2 separate regions of the Ovis aries genome follow, and region 1 is linked to region 2. A link is a contact called in public Hi-C data. All regions are on one chromosome and are shown on one strand. The core of a region is the stretch at or near the end of the contact, and the rest is flanking DNA. Distances in the headings are between cores, read along the strand shown.

Evidence for each region. A called contact is a pair of places that touch in the nucleus more often than the background predicts.
Region 1: a contact with region 2 is called in a Hi-C map of tail adipose tissue, with 4 times the contacts expected there. The contact joins two enhancer-like sites. A contact is called at or near these places in 8 of 16 Hi-C or Micro-C datasets (blood, hypothalamus, mesenteric adipose tissue and 4 more).

The regions. Positions count from the first base shown.
Region 1 is chr18:20,920,539-20,927,266 of ARS-UI_Ramb_v3.0, reverse strand. It overlaps SEMA4B (semaphorin 4B), which reads right to left. Exons shown (of 16, transcript XM_060401645.1): 4 at 4,952-5,115; 5 at 4,687-4,749; 6 at 2,627-2,725; 7 at 1,850-1,961; 8 at 1,514-1,627; 9 at 1,219-1,370. Among named protein-coding and RNA genes, the nearest start is that of CIB1, 14 kb to the left of the region's middle. Within about 2 kb of position 2,841, at least 3 of the 54 cell types and tissues checked have an H3K27ac peak or open chromatin away from gene starts, as enhancers often do.
Region 2 is chr18:20,868,035-20,874,983 of ARS-UI_Ramb_v3.0, reverse strand. No RefSeq gene overlaps it. Among named protein-coding and RNA genes, the nearest start is that of SEMA4B, 20 kb to the left of the region's middle. Within about 2 kb of position 5,358, at least 29 of the 54 cell types and tissues checked have an H3K27ac peak or open chromatin away from gene starts, as enhancers often do.

The sequences.
Region 1 (6,728 bases), core at 1,592-4,091, 55 kb before region 2:
AGACGACAGGGGACTTCCCTGGTGGTCCAGTGGTTAAGACTCTATGCTTCCAGTGCAGGGAACGCTGGTTCAATCCCTGACCAGGGAACTAAGATCCCACATGTTGCATCCCATGGCATGTGCGTGCGTGCGTGTCTGTGTGTGTGTCTGTGTGTGTGTGTGCACGTACATATATATATATATATATATATATATATATAGAGAGAGAGAGAGAGAGAGAGAGAGAGCATGCCTCCAGCTAGATCTAAATTTCACATAAACAATAAATTTAAAAAAAAAAAAAGACTTGAAGTGCCAGCCTTCAGCTCCCCCTTGCCAGAAGGCTGGGTAGGTAAATGGCAGTGCTCCCCTAACTGTAAGGAGCCAGAAAAAAGGACGAAGGGAACTCTGTCTACAAACATGAAAAGATGTCACGATTTACTGCTGAGCAGAAAGGGAGGCTAAAGAGTTGCATTACAGTATCTCTTTGTTTGCACGTGGTTTTACATAATACAAATATGTAAGTCTTTACACGTGGGCAAAAGAATAAAGGTTAGCAAGGAACATTCTAAATTGTTAACAGTGGTCACTTCTTGCGGAAGGAGGAGATTGTAACACCGACAGTCACCACCTAGTGGTTGCTCAGCACATTTCCAAGCACCCTACATGCTGAACAGAGGCGGGAACTGAAACAGATTTCTCAGCAAGGAAATTGCCCAAGATCACACGACCTGCAGGGTTTGAACCCAGGCAGCTGGGCTCCAGCGTCAACACTCTTAATCACCATACCAAGCCGCCTCTTTATCTTGTGATTTTTGCGTGTACTTTGCTATGTTTTCACATTTCTTTTAAATAAGAAAAAAACAGACATTTTAACTTAAAAGGAGACTTCTCTGCTGGTTCAGTGGTTATGAATCTGCCAGCCAAAGTAGGGGACATGGATTTGATCCTTGGTCCAGGACGGTCCCACATGTCACAGGGCAACTAAGCCCGTGTACCACAATTACTGAGCTGTGAGTACAGCCTGGGCTCTGCAACAAGAGGAGCCCCCGGAATGAGAAGCCTGTGCACCTCAACTAGAGAAAAAGCTCCCGCTCATCGCAACTAAAGATGAGCCTGGGAAGCAGTGAAGATGTAGCTCAGCCAAAAATTCAAGAGAAAAAGAGAGATGCCAGGAGCCAAGCCGTTCCTTCTGGAGGACAGGAGGAGGCCACCTCTGGGGTGGCCCAGCCCCCTCACCTTGCAGATACGGGCGATGCGGGACACCATGGTGTTCTCAAAGAATTCCAACTCCTGGCCAATCTCTCTGAAGAAGAAGTAGATCTTGTCATCGTCCCCTTCCGAGCTGCCCAGGCTCTCGGGAATGTAGGCTGAGGCCATAAACGCTGGGTCTGTGGGGGGGGCCGGTGGGGAGCACCATCAGCCCAGTGATCCCAGACAGGCAAGACTCTGCTCTCTGGCCCTGCTGGGGAGACAGGGCCCCCGCCCTGGGGCCTGGGGACTGCCCACTGGGGGGGCAGCGGGAGGATTTCACCTTGCAGCCAGTTGAGGGAGGTCTCAGTCTTGATGGGGCGGGGGCTTTGGCTCCTAGAGATGGTCGGGTCATTCCCCTGGAAGCTGCTGACTGTTCCCGTGTACAGCTCGCCATCTGCCAAGAGAACATTTCCCATGAGAATGGGCCCTGGGCACAGCCTCTTCCTGCTCAGGGCCCACAGTGACCTGAGCGCGGCCTTTCTTGCTTGAGGAGGACAGAGGAGGGAATAAGAACTAAGAAGAGCCAAACAGAAAGCTGTCTGGGGTCACTGCACCCCTGGATACCAGCATGGCACCGACCACCCGGGCCACCCTGCCTGCCCTGCCCCCCACTCACCAACCACCAGGGCCGTGGACTTGAAATTGGGGTCAAAAGGACAACGGCCCTTGCCATCTTCCAGGAGGATGTTCCCCCGATTGTCCTGTGCAAGCGTGAAGTTCTCCACGTCCTGCAGGGGAGCAGAGCGGGGAGGTCAGGGCCACACCGGGGAGTGAGCGAGCTTGGTGGAAGAGCAGGGAGGTGTTCAGAGCGAGGGCAGCAGTCCGAGGGCCTCCCCCTCATCCTGGCCCCCGGGGCACAGTCCCCGCAGCGCCTCGCCATGACCCCTCACTGTGGCTGGCCCACGTGGCAGTGAAGATGCTCAGAAAGGCAACGTGAGCCAGGAAAGGGCAGTGATGTGGTTCAAACCCAGAAACGTCTGACTCGGAACCTGGCTGCTCCGACCCACACCCTGAAAATGCCACCCTCCGCAAAGTTGTGCAAAGGGCAGAAACACAAGAGCGTGCGTGTGATGAGGAGGGTGGATGAGGTGGGCTGGCGGGGACTGAGCGAGAGCTGGAGGAAGTGAGAGGGTGTGATCGTGGGGTCAGCCAGGGTCTTTGTGCCCAGGGAATCCTATGGGTCCGTCCTCTCCCCGCATTCTGCAGGGAGACCCGCCCATCAGGGCTGGGGCAGGGTCCCGGGGCTCTCAGGGCCCTTGGCCTCCCAGAAGCCTCCCACCAGGGCAGTGCCCTTCACCAGGGGTCAGTGCTACAGACCAGGTGCCTGGAGGCAGAAAGAGGGCTACTTCCTGGGCCAGCCAGGGGCCGGCCCGGGGTGCAGAGGGGCACTCACAATGTAGGTGCATGCGGGGCTGAAGGCCTCCGTGCCGCAGGCGATGAGGTGGCTGCTGTTGAGTGGCAGGAGGATCTTGATATAGTTTTGACAGTCCCGCTGGAGGAAGGAGGAGGATGTAAGGCACAGACAGGCCACCAGGGGGCGCCTCTGACCTCCCACCACCACCACCCGCCCCCCCACCAGACCCAAGGGGCAGCGCCTCCTGGAGCAGGAGATGGAGGACCTGCGTGTGTGCCTGTGTGTGTAGGAGGGGACCTCGGGACTCAGCTAGCTCTGTGACTAGGAAACTTCACTTCAGTCTGAGGTGAAGGCACAAAACATCTCCCTTTTGAGCTGTCTTATCCCCACCTGGTGAGGAAGTTGAGCCCAGAACAGGAGGAAACACACAGCCCTGAACCCTGGACTCCAGACTCGCAGCTTGCCTCTGAGAGGGTATCCTAACAGGCATCTCCTGAGCTTCTGACTGTTCCCCCAAAACTCCCTCCTCCGGGGTCTCCCCGCTTTCACAGACGCCAACTCCATCTTCTCAGGCCTCAAACCTCACAGCATACGCGACTCCCCTCTTATACCACCTCCACCCTGGTTCTTCCATCAGGAAATCCTGGTGGCTCCATCTTCAAGATACGTCCAGGATCTGACCGAGACTTCTCGTTCCCTTTGTTGGTCCAACCCTGGTCTGGGCCACCATCCCCTTTCGCCCCTCACTGGTCTCCCTCTATCCTTGCCTCCAGGAGCCCGCTCCCCACCACGGTGGTTAGAGCGACTTTCTGAAAACCCACACTAGACCACGCCACCACGCTGCTCAGCCTGCCAGTGGTTCCCCAAATACCTCACTCAGAGTGACATCCACAGTCCTGTTCTTTCTCCACGTCAAACCCCTCACCCCTCCTCCTAATCTTGGCTCCAATGTCACTTTCTAAAGGAAGTGTAACCTGACCACCCTTAAAGCAAGACTGACTTCTTTTTCACAATGATATAATAATCAGGAGATCAAACCAGTCAATCCTAAAGGAAATCAACCCTGAATATTCATTGAAAGGACTGATGCTGAAGCTCCAATACTTTGGTCACCTGATGTGAAGAGTCAATTCACTGGAAAAGACCCTGATGCTAGGAAAGACTGAGGGCAAGAGGAGAAGGGGGCGACAGAGGATGAGATGGTTGGATGTTATCACTGTCTCAATAGACATGAATTTGAGGAAACTCGGGGAGACAGTGACGGACAGAGAAGCCTGGTGTGCAGCAGTTCAGAGGGTTGCAAAGAGTCAGACACAACTTTGTGATTCAACAACAGTAACAACAACGATAATAACCAGAGTCTCAAAGCACCCAGGCACAGAGTAAGTACTTAACACATTTCTGTTGAATAAAAGAAATCAAAAGCAGTCAGGACTTGAACCTGTGTCTTAAAAAAAAAATTTGGTGTTGGGGGGCCGGGTCATGCCACTTGGCTTATGGGATTTTAGTTACCAGACCAGGGATTAGGAGTCCTAACCGCTGGACCCCATGAAATTCCCTGAACTTGTGTCTTGACCCCAAGACTGGGGTCTTTTACCTTCACCTTTGCCCCCTGCTGCACTCAGGACCAGGAGGCCTCTGGGAATTGTGGGGAGTCTTCCCAAAGAACTCTGGGCTGACCAGTCCCCACTCATTGGTCTGGCCAAAACCAAGCTGGGATATGTCAGGCCTGCCACATCAAGCACCATCCTCAAAGGGACAGACTCCCACCCCCACCCAATCACTGCTCCTGCTGGAAGCTGACGTCTGTTTGGCCCTTATCATATGTATTAGCTCACTGAATCCTTGTGGTGAGTCCAGTGAGACAGCCATCCTTACCCCATTTTACTAAGGCTCGGAAAGGCAAATCAATTTGTCCGAGATCACAGAGATAATAAGTACAGGGTCGAGACACAAACCCGAGTCTGGCCATCTCAGAAACCCATGTCCTTTCCACTACAGCTGGCAGCATCTGCTCCTACCTCCGGCCTCCATCCTGGGCCCAGACCTACCACCTCCAGCCCTCCTTCAGCCCAGGTCACCTCCAGGTGCTGGCTCACCTCTGGGTTTTTGCCCTTGAAACTGCACTGCTGCTTTCTCTCTGCATCTGCGGGCCACAGCAGCTGGGGAACCAGAAAGGGAAAGATCAGTGTGCACCTAGGAGCAGAGGCTCCGCCTCCCGTTTCTTTGCCCCTCCCCCTGGGAGCAGAGGCTCCGCCTCCCTTTCTTCAGCCCTCCCCTATTTGCATCATCCTGGGGCCCAGAAGTTCCACCCCTCACCCCACCAGCACCCTCTACCCAGCCTAACCCTAAGCATCATCTGACCTCCTGGTACTTCCCGCCTGGCAGGAAGCTGACGCTGCTGTTGAGTGCCAAGAGGGCCTCTCGAGCACCCACGTACACAGTCCTGCCATCCTTGCTCAGCAGGAGGGATGTGTAGTTGAAGATATTTTCAGCTTCAAATCTGAGGAATGGTCGCTTTTCAGACCCTGGAGAGAGGATGATGGACATTACCTGGGGGCCACTCCTCCCCTGAGAACGCTCTTACACCAACCTCTAGAACAGACTGATGCGGTTGAAGGTAGATCAGCAAGGCAGTGGGTGCATGGGGCTGAGGACCGGCAGTCAGATTTAAGAGAAGCAGCACTCCCGGATTCTCAAACATTATGTATGAAACAAACGCACAGTGATGAACGTCAAAGAACATTAGTTACAGCGCCATTCATGTTAATGAAAGACTGAAATCACCTCAAATCCAACCACAGGGGGCTGGGTGAAAATAAACCTCAACACTTTCTATGCTGGAAGACTATGCAGCTGGTGAAATGCTGCTGTATTAGCAACTCCGGACAAACAAGCCAAGTTATCTAAGAAAGGCATGGTCAAAATGTTAAGTGAACTGAAATAGAAAGTGATGGATTTCGAGCATCTAACAGAACGTAGGAAACGAAAGTCTCTTTAACATTCTCCTGTGAGTGGCATTAGATCCAAAGAGAAGGACTTGTAAGCACAGCCCACTCCCACGGGCAGCAGTGATCGTTGAGTCACAGAGGAATGCAAACACAGGGAGCCAGCCTTCAGTTTTCAGCACTGCTTCGGGTCACTCACGGGCGATTTATGGTTATTAAACAGAACGTAAATGCTAATAACCTTGACCTCAGAAACTTGAATGTACATCAGACAAGCACTGTGATGCTGGGAGGTGAAAGGAAATCAAGGAAAACGCAGTCTCCTTATCTTCCTCTGAGAGGAAGGGCCTCTGAGAATAAGGGCCACAAGAGATTATGGTTTGTAGAACAAGCACTTGAGGCTTAAGCATATTACTTACATTTTAAATTGCAAAGGTAACCAAATATAGAGGCAGACAATGTTTGGAGGAAGTAGGGAAGGGTGACGGAAACCTTTACTTTTCTTAGGGGCAAGTCAGTAAATCCAATAAACCAAGAAATCGTGGAGTAAACATTTTATTTCAGTGGAGGGAACCACTCTGTAACAAGAAGTCTAACTGATTAAAATTGCCTGCGGCTGGGGAAGACTGAGGCAATTACTGCTTTTGACAAGTCTTTCTATGCTTTAAAGAAAAAAAAAAATACTATGCGCATGTATATATCATATACATTTCAAGTGTCTTTCATTGTTGTAGAATATGTAATAACAAGGATAGATACTAGTTATCTACTATTAAATGAAAATGAAAAAACACTATGCATAGTTAGATTCTATTTTTTTGTGGGAAAAACATAAACATAGAAAAAAAAAGTCAAGAAGGATGAATCACAAAATACTGAAAAGTGGTATCCTGGTAGAATTCTAGGTAATTTTTTTCCCTTTGCATTTGTTATCGTTTTTTTGATTCTATAGGTTACACTTGTGCAATGCTAAAGAAATAAATTAGAAGGAAAGGAAGAAGAAGATAGACACACACATCTATCCACCAGGGTACCGCCTGTGCTCTCAGTGACTAATGGATTTGGAGGGAAATCATTTAAAAAATTCTAAGCAGCTGATCAGAAAAGAAAAACAAAGCAAAAAGCAGCCACGGTGCCCAACCCCAAGCATCTCGTAACTGACCAGTGGACTGCAATCACGATAACAGTTTCAT
Region 2 (6,949 bases), core at 4,109-6,608:
GTCCATGGGGTTGTGAAGAGTCGGACACGACTGAGAGACTTCACTTTCACTTTTCACTTTCATGCACTGGAGAAGGAAATGGCAACCCACTCCAGTGTTCTTGCCTGGAAAATCCCAGGGATGGGGGAGCCTGGTGGGCTGCAGTCTATGGGGTCGCACAGAGTCGGACACAACTGAAGTGACTTAGCAGCAGCAGCAGCAGCATACTTCAATTAATAAAGAATTTTTTTAAAAATAAAATGAGAAAAAGAATGTTGGAGATCAGAGTACTACCCCCTCATACAGTAATTCTGAGTATGTGTTTATCTGTAAGACAACCTAAGGGAAAAATAGGTTTGGAATGTGGATTTTTCTCTTTTAAGACATTCTCACATCTGGTCTGGAGTCCTGAAAAGAGTTTCTGAAGTCTCTAGTCCTGGTTTGGCACCTATGACGCATATGACCTTAGGCATGTTCCTTAAGCCTCTGGGCACCTCAATTTTCTCATCTATAAAACGGGGCTTCTGATCTTGCCCAACCTGTCTTACAGGTAGCTGTGACGTGGTTTAGATGAGGCACTGCGTATGAAAGTGTTTTGGAAATCCAAAGCAAAAGCAAACTGCCCAGACCGCAGAGGTATAAGGGACACCGAGACCTTCATTCAAAAGTGGGTCTTGGGACCTCCCTGGTGGCCCAGTGGCTAAGCCGCTGTGCTCTCAATGCAGGGGGCCTGGGTTCTGTCCCTGGTCCAGGAACTAGATCCCATATGCTACAATTAAAATATCCCTTGAGCAGCCAAATAAGTAATAATACTAATAAATTTTAAGTGAGTCTGTTATAGGACTTCCCTGGTGGTCCAGCGGCTGAGTCCACCCTCCCGGTGCAGGGGGCCTGAGTTTGATCCTTGGTCAGGGAACAAGATCCCACTTGCTGCAACTGAAGATCCTGCATGCTGCAACTAAGACCCAGGACAGCCAAATAAATAAATATATTTTTTAAAGTGAGTTTTATAGAGCGGGTATCTAGAGGGAGTCCCTGAGTACCAGGGACTGTTCTAGAGCAGGGGAGGCAGCACAAAGAAATAAAGACAAGACCCTTCCCTCTTGGAGCTTATATTCCCGCGGAGAGGCAGACAACACAAAGGGAGACAAATTAAAAGCAAGGACAGAAAAGCCTGGCAGGCTACAGTCCATGGGGCCACAAAGAAGTCAGGCACAACTGAGCGACTGACACACACACACAGAGCTGCAGAGAGAGGGGAGTGTTTCGAGTGAATCAAACAGGATAAGGCTGTTAGGGAGGGATCAGACAGGGGCTAGGTTAGAGGGTGACCAAAGAGGGCTTCCCTGAGGAGGCGACACCTGAGAACTAGGATCCAAGCGACAAGGACAGCCCCGAGAAGACCCAGAGCACAAAGTGTCCAGTGCAAAGGGACAGCCGTGCAGAAGTTCTGAAGCAGAGAGAGACTCCTGTTCACAGAACCTGGAGAAGCTGATGGCTCGGAGCTGCACTGGGGTAGGGCGGGCACGGCCACAAGCCAGGGCTTGCAGCGTGTTTTCTGGAGGGGAATGACACAGGATCTCGTTCTGTGTTGTACTAAGATCAGCCTCCAAACAGTTGGAAGTTCTGTCTCTCATAGGCCGTGTTGGGGGCCCCAAGAAGTGTTTAGGGCCTTCAAGGGCTTTATCCAGGAACCAGCCCAACCTCCTGAACAGTCCACGGGGTCTCTAGTTCCTACTACAGAAACTGAGAGGTAGAGAGGAAGTCACTTGCCTAGGGGGACCCACTATTTCCTTCTCAGGCTGGCATTCAACCCCAGGTCTCAGATCCTGCCCCCCAGGCCCAGCCTCTCTCTGCCCCATGGGGCCACCCCATAGATGGAGGATGGGAAGAGAGCCAGAAGATGGGCCCAGTGCCCCAAGTCTCCTGCTTCAGCCAGTGAGATCCCTGGGCTGGGCTCCAGAAAGGAAGGGCCTTGTCCAGCTGGGCCCTGTCCTGCATCACCAGGCCCAGCACTCAGCCTTCAGCTGGCAGGGATAGGGGGGTGAGGTGGGGCGGTCAGCTCCAGGAGCTGGGCCAGCCAAGAGCAACCTGATCAAGCAGGAAACAGGCCTGCCGCCAGACAAAGCGTCACCCGGCACCTGGAGCCTTTGTTCTCTAGCTGCCCGTTGCAAACTTTCCCAGGCACCTGCAGCCGGGCCTCAGGAGCACCTGGGCCAGGAAGGGGCTCCCACGGAATCTGGTTTTTCTGCAAAAGGGAGTGGCCTGACTTGTGACCCTGAGGGAGGTCTTGTGACATAATAATAACAACAATAACAATAGGTCCTCTACGCGTAAGAGGCAATTCATCTAACCCTCCCAACAAACCCAGGAGGTCTCTACTAATTATTCACGTACTACAGATTACGAAATGGAAGCACACGGAGATAAAGTGACCAGGGCCAGGTCACGCAGTATGAGGAAGAGAAAACAATATGGGCTTTTAAATTAATGAATCCCAGCCCTACTGACCCTCAGCAAGGCATTTAAAATTTTCCAAGCTTGTCGTCTTGTTCTGGTCTCAGAGGACTGCAGTGCAGATTAAATGATATGAGATATACAAAGCCTCTGGCACATGGCTCCCCATCCAGACAGGTTTTGCTCCCCACCTCCTAGAGCTCTCCTAGATCATGCTACCATCACTGGACCTCAGTTTCCTCATCAAAAAAATAGGTACAATAACATTACCCAATAGGGCTATTGAAAGCCTCATGCTCTTCTGATAGGAGTGCCTCATCTTTTGAAAGGAGGCGACAGAGGATGAGATGGCTGGATGGCATCACCAACTCAAAGGACATGAATGTGGGAGATGGTGAAGGGCAGGAAAGCCTGGCGTGCTGCAGTTCGTGGGGTGGCAAAGAGTCGCTCACTTAGCAACTGAACAACATCTTTTCAAAAGGCCCCATTCCTGAGACCATCCTAGCAAGACTCCATTTTACAAAATTGCTATCTCTGCTTTCTACCAAAACAAACAAAGAAACACAAATAGAAAAACCAATCTTAGTGCCATTCTCCTTTTTGAGACAAAAAGCCAATATTACTCACACCACTCAGCTTGGAAGATTTTCTCAGAAGGAAAACCAGAAGGGACAGCTCCAGTCATACCACGGGTTCCAGGATTCTCTCCAGCTTCACACTCTGAGACCGACGACCCACCCATAGCAGCCTCGACAGGATAGACAGCCCACGCAAAGTGCAGGGAAGATCCACGGGGGATTTCAGCCCAAACAAAACAAGACATTACACTCCTTTCCCTGTAAATGAGCCAACACTGATCAAGCTTGTGTCATCAGCAAAGGCACTGTGTGCATGGATGTTTCCCCAGTATCAGGGACTATACTGATACATGAGAACACACTGCCACCACTGTTGTGGATACCCGTCAGGGTGGTGGCCTCAGCTCTTCCCAAAGGCCACATCTGTTTTTCTCAATCAGCTTTTGGGGGATCAACTGCCCTTTTTCTAGTCCAACTCAGCCAATCATGTAAGGGCTGCCAATCAAACTACATCACCGCCCCTGGTTACAGTGACTGGTCCAAGAGAAAGGTAAGGAATAAAAATAATAATAATAATAAAAAAGTCTAGCAGAGTTTTTACCAGAATTTCAAAATTGGAGCTGGAGAGGAAAATCCTATTCTTCTTGGATTTGGTGAGCTTGAAGGATGTAAGTTTGGACCACTGATAGCCATCTTCTGGATGGAGAAAGCCTGTTTGCAAAAGCAAGGGATGAAGATATCAAAGAGAAAAGCCATCGTGAATAGCAGGGTATCCTGATATAGTCCCAGATTGCTGTTGTCCCCTAAGAAAGTGAAAATGAAAGTCACTCAGTTATGTCTGACTCTTTGTGACCCCATGGACTATACAGTCCATGGAGTTCTCCAGGCCAGAATACTGGAGTGGGGTAGCCTTTCCCTTCTCCAGGGAATCTTCCTGACCCAGGAATCAAACTGGGGTCTCCTGCACTGCAGGCGGACTCTTTACCAACTGAGCTCTCAGGGAAGCCAGGTCATCTCGTAAGGTAGGCTCAACTCTTCCTGCCCATCTCCTAGTATGTGTTTAAATGAGCCAATAAATTCCTTCCCATCCCTTGTTAGTTAAGAGACCTGCTTAACCCAGCCACAAAGCATCGGGTGGTAATAAACACAGCAGTTGAGTGGGAGAGATGTCACAGGCAGGACCTGATGACTTGCCAAGTGAAAGTTTTAGGCAATCTAGACTGTGAAATCTGAGACAGACAAGATCACCTGATTCATTAAAATCAACAAACACTTACTGAGCCCCTCCTTACACCAGGGCTGGTATTAGGCATTCAGGAGGTAACAGTGAATGGGACAAACCAGGTACTTTTCCTCCCTTTGGAGTAATCAGAAGGGACTTCCTGGAGCTGGTGAGGTTTGAGGAAGTCTCCAAGAGACGGTAAAACCCGGTCAGACTGAGGGTGATGGGGAGAAAAGCGTGAATAAAAATATGGAATATGGAGACATAGGACTTGCCTGGTGGTCCAGTGGCTAAAACTCTGAGCTCCCAATGCAGGGGGCCCAGCTTCGACCCTTGGTCAGGGAGCTAGATCCCCCATGCCGTAACTAAAAGATCCCGCATGATGCAACGAAGACCTGGTGCCACCAAATAAGTATTTTTTTAAAAGAATGAGAAAAAAAAAAAAAAAGATACGGTGGCACAAAGTACATGTCCGTGAGGGCCCGCTGCCTTATATTTCCATGGTGCCTGGCTATAGGTCACACTCAGTACAGGTTGATGGCCTGGTATGAGTAAGAGAATGAGTACGTGAGTGAAGCAAAGTGCAAGTCGTGTGGAGAAAGAGCAGCTATTCAGCTTGACTGCAGAAGAGCTACTTTTAGAGAAGGTAATGCCAGACTGTAGAGGACCTCAATGAAAACCGTGGTCTCTGCCTGGACCACAGCACACAATCCCGGTTCCGGCTGGGCTGGGCAGAGCTGGCAGGGCAGCACAGTGGATCCCACAGAGCCCTTGGGGCCCCCATCTCTGTTGTGGTTGCCACACCCACACACTCTCAGCGTCACCAGCCAGGCTCTGCCCAACACCCTAACCAGCACCCCAGCCACCCAAGGTCATGCCCCAGACACCACCGCCCTCCTGGCTCCTGGGCGAAGCTGCCAACACAGCACTCCTGCACAGTCTGTAATTTGAACAGGACCTCCTCCCAGCCTGACCGCTCCTGGCCTTCTGCACCCCAGATGTGCCCACTGTGGGAGCTGCCCAGAGAGGAGTGGTCTGCTGTCCATCAAACCGCTGCACCTGGGCTGCCTACAGAGGCCGAGCCTGGGCACCGTGGGGGCATCAGAGGCCTCTCCTTTGCCCAGAACTAGGGAGACTATGCCCCCTTGTGGCCAGGAGCCACCCAGCACCTTGGTCTTCCCAGTTCAGTTCAGTTCAGTTGCCCAGTTGTGTTGGACTGCAGCACGCCAGGCCTCCCTGTCCATCACCATCTCCCGGGACTTATTTAAACTCGTGTCCATCGAGTCGGTGATGCCATCCAGCCATCTCATCCTCTGTTGTCCCCTTCTCTTCTTGCCTTCAATCTTTCCCAGCATCAGGGTCTTTTTCCAATGAGTCAGTTCTTTTCATCAGGTGGCCAAAGTATTGGAGTTTCAGCTTCAGCATCAGTCCTTCCAATGAACACCCAGGACTGATCTCCTTTAGAATGGACTGGTTGGTCTCCTTACAGTCCAAGAGACTCTCAAGAGTCTTCTCCAAACCCACAGTTCAAAAGCATCCATTCTTCAGCACTCAGCTTTCTTTATAGTCCAACTCTCACATCCATACATGACTACTGGAAAAACCATAGCTTTGACTAGATGGACCTAAGTCGGCAAAGGAATGTCTCTGCTTTTTAATATGCTGTCTAGGTTTCTTCCAAGGAGCAAGCATCTTTTAATTTCATGGCTGCAGTCACCATCTGCAGTGATTTTGGATCTCAAGAAAATAGTCTGTCACTGTTTCCATTGTTTTTCCATCTATTTGCCATGAAGTGATGACCAGATGCCATGATCTTAGTTTTCTGAATGTTGAGTTTTAAGTCAGCTTTTTCACTCTCCTCTTTCACTTTCAAGAGCCTCTTTAGTTTCTCTTCGCTTTTTGCCATAAGGGTGGTGTCATCTGCATATCTGAGGTTTTGATATTTCTCCCAGCAATCTTGATTCTAGCTTGTGCTTCATCCAGCCTGACATTTCGCATGATGTACTCTGCATATAAGTTAAATAAGCAAAGTGACAATGTGTAGCCTTGACGTACTCCTTTCCCGACTTGGAATCAGTCTGTTGTTTCATGTACAGTTCTAACTGTTACTTCTTAACCTGCATACAGATTTCTCAGGAGGCAGGACAGGTGGTCTGGTATTCCCGTCTCTTGAAGAATCTTCCAGTTTGTTGAGATCCACACAGTCAGGTCTTCCCAGCTATGAAAATTTGCACCGGTAATTTGGTGCGCGCGTGTGTGTGTGTGTGTGTGTGTGTGAGCTCAGTTGTGACCAACTGTTGCAACCCCGTGGACTGTAGCCCGCCAGGTTTCTCTGTTGATAGAATTTTCCAGGCAAGGATACTGGAGTACGTTGCCATTTCCTTCTCCAGGAATCTTCCCAAACCAGGGATCAAACTCATGTCTCTTAAGTGGTCCTAACTAGCAGATGGGTTCTTTACCACTAGTGCCAAAGTGAAGAGGAGCTAAAACGCCTCTTGATGAAAGTGAAAGAGGAGAGCGAAAAAGTTGGCTTAAAGCTCAACATTCAGAAAACGAAGATCATGGCATCTGGTCCCATCACTTCATGGCAAATAGATGGGGAAACAGTGTCAGACTTTATTTTGGGGGGCTCCAAAATCACGGCAGATGATGACTGCAGCCATGAAATTAAAAGACGCTCACTCCTTGGAAGAAAAGTTATGACCGACCTAGA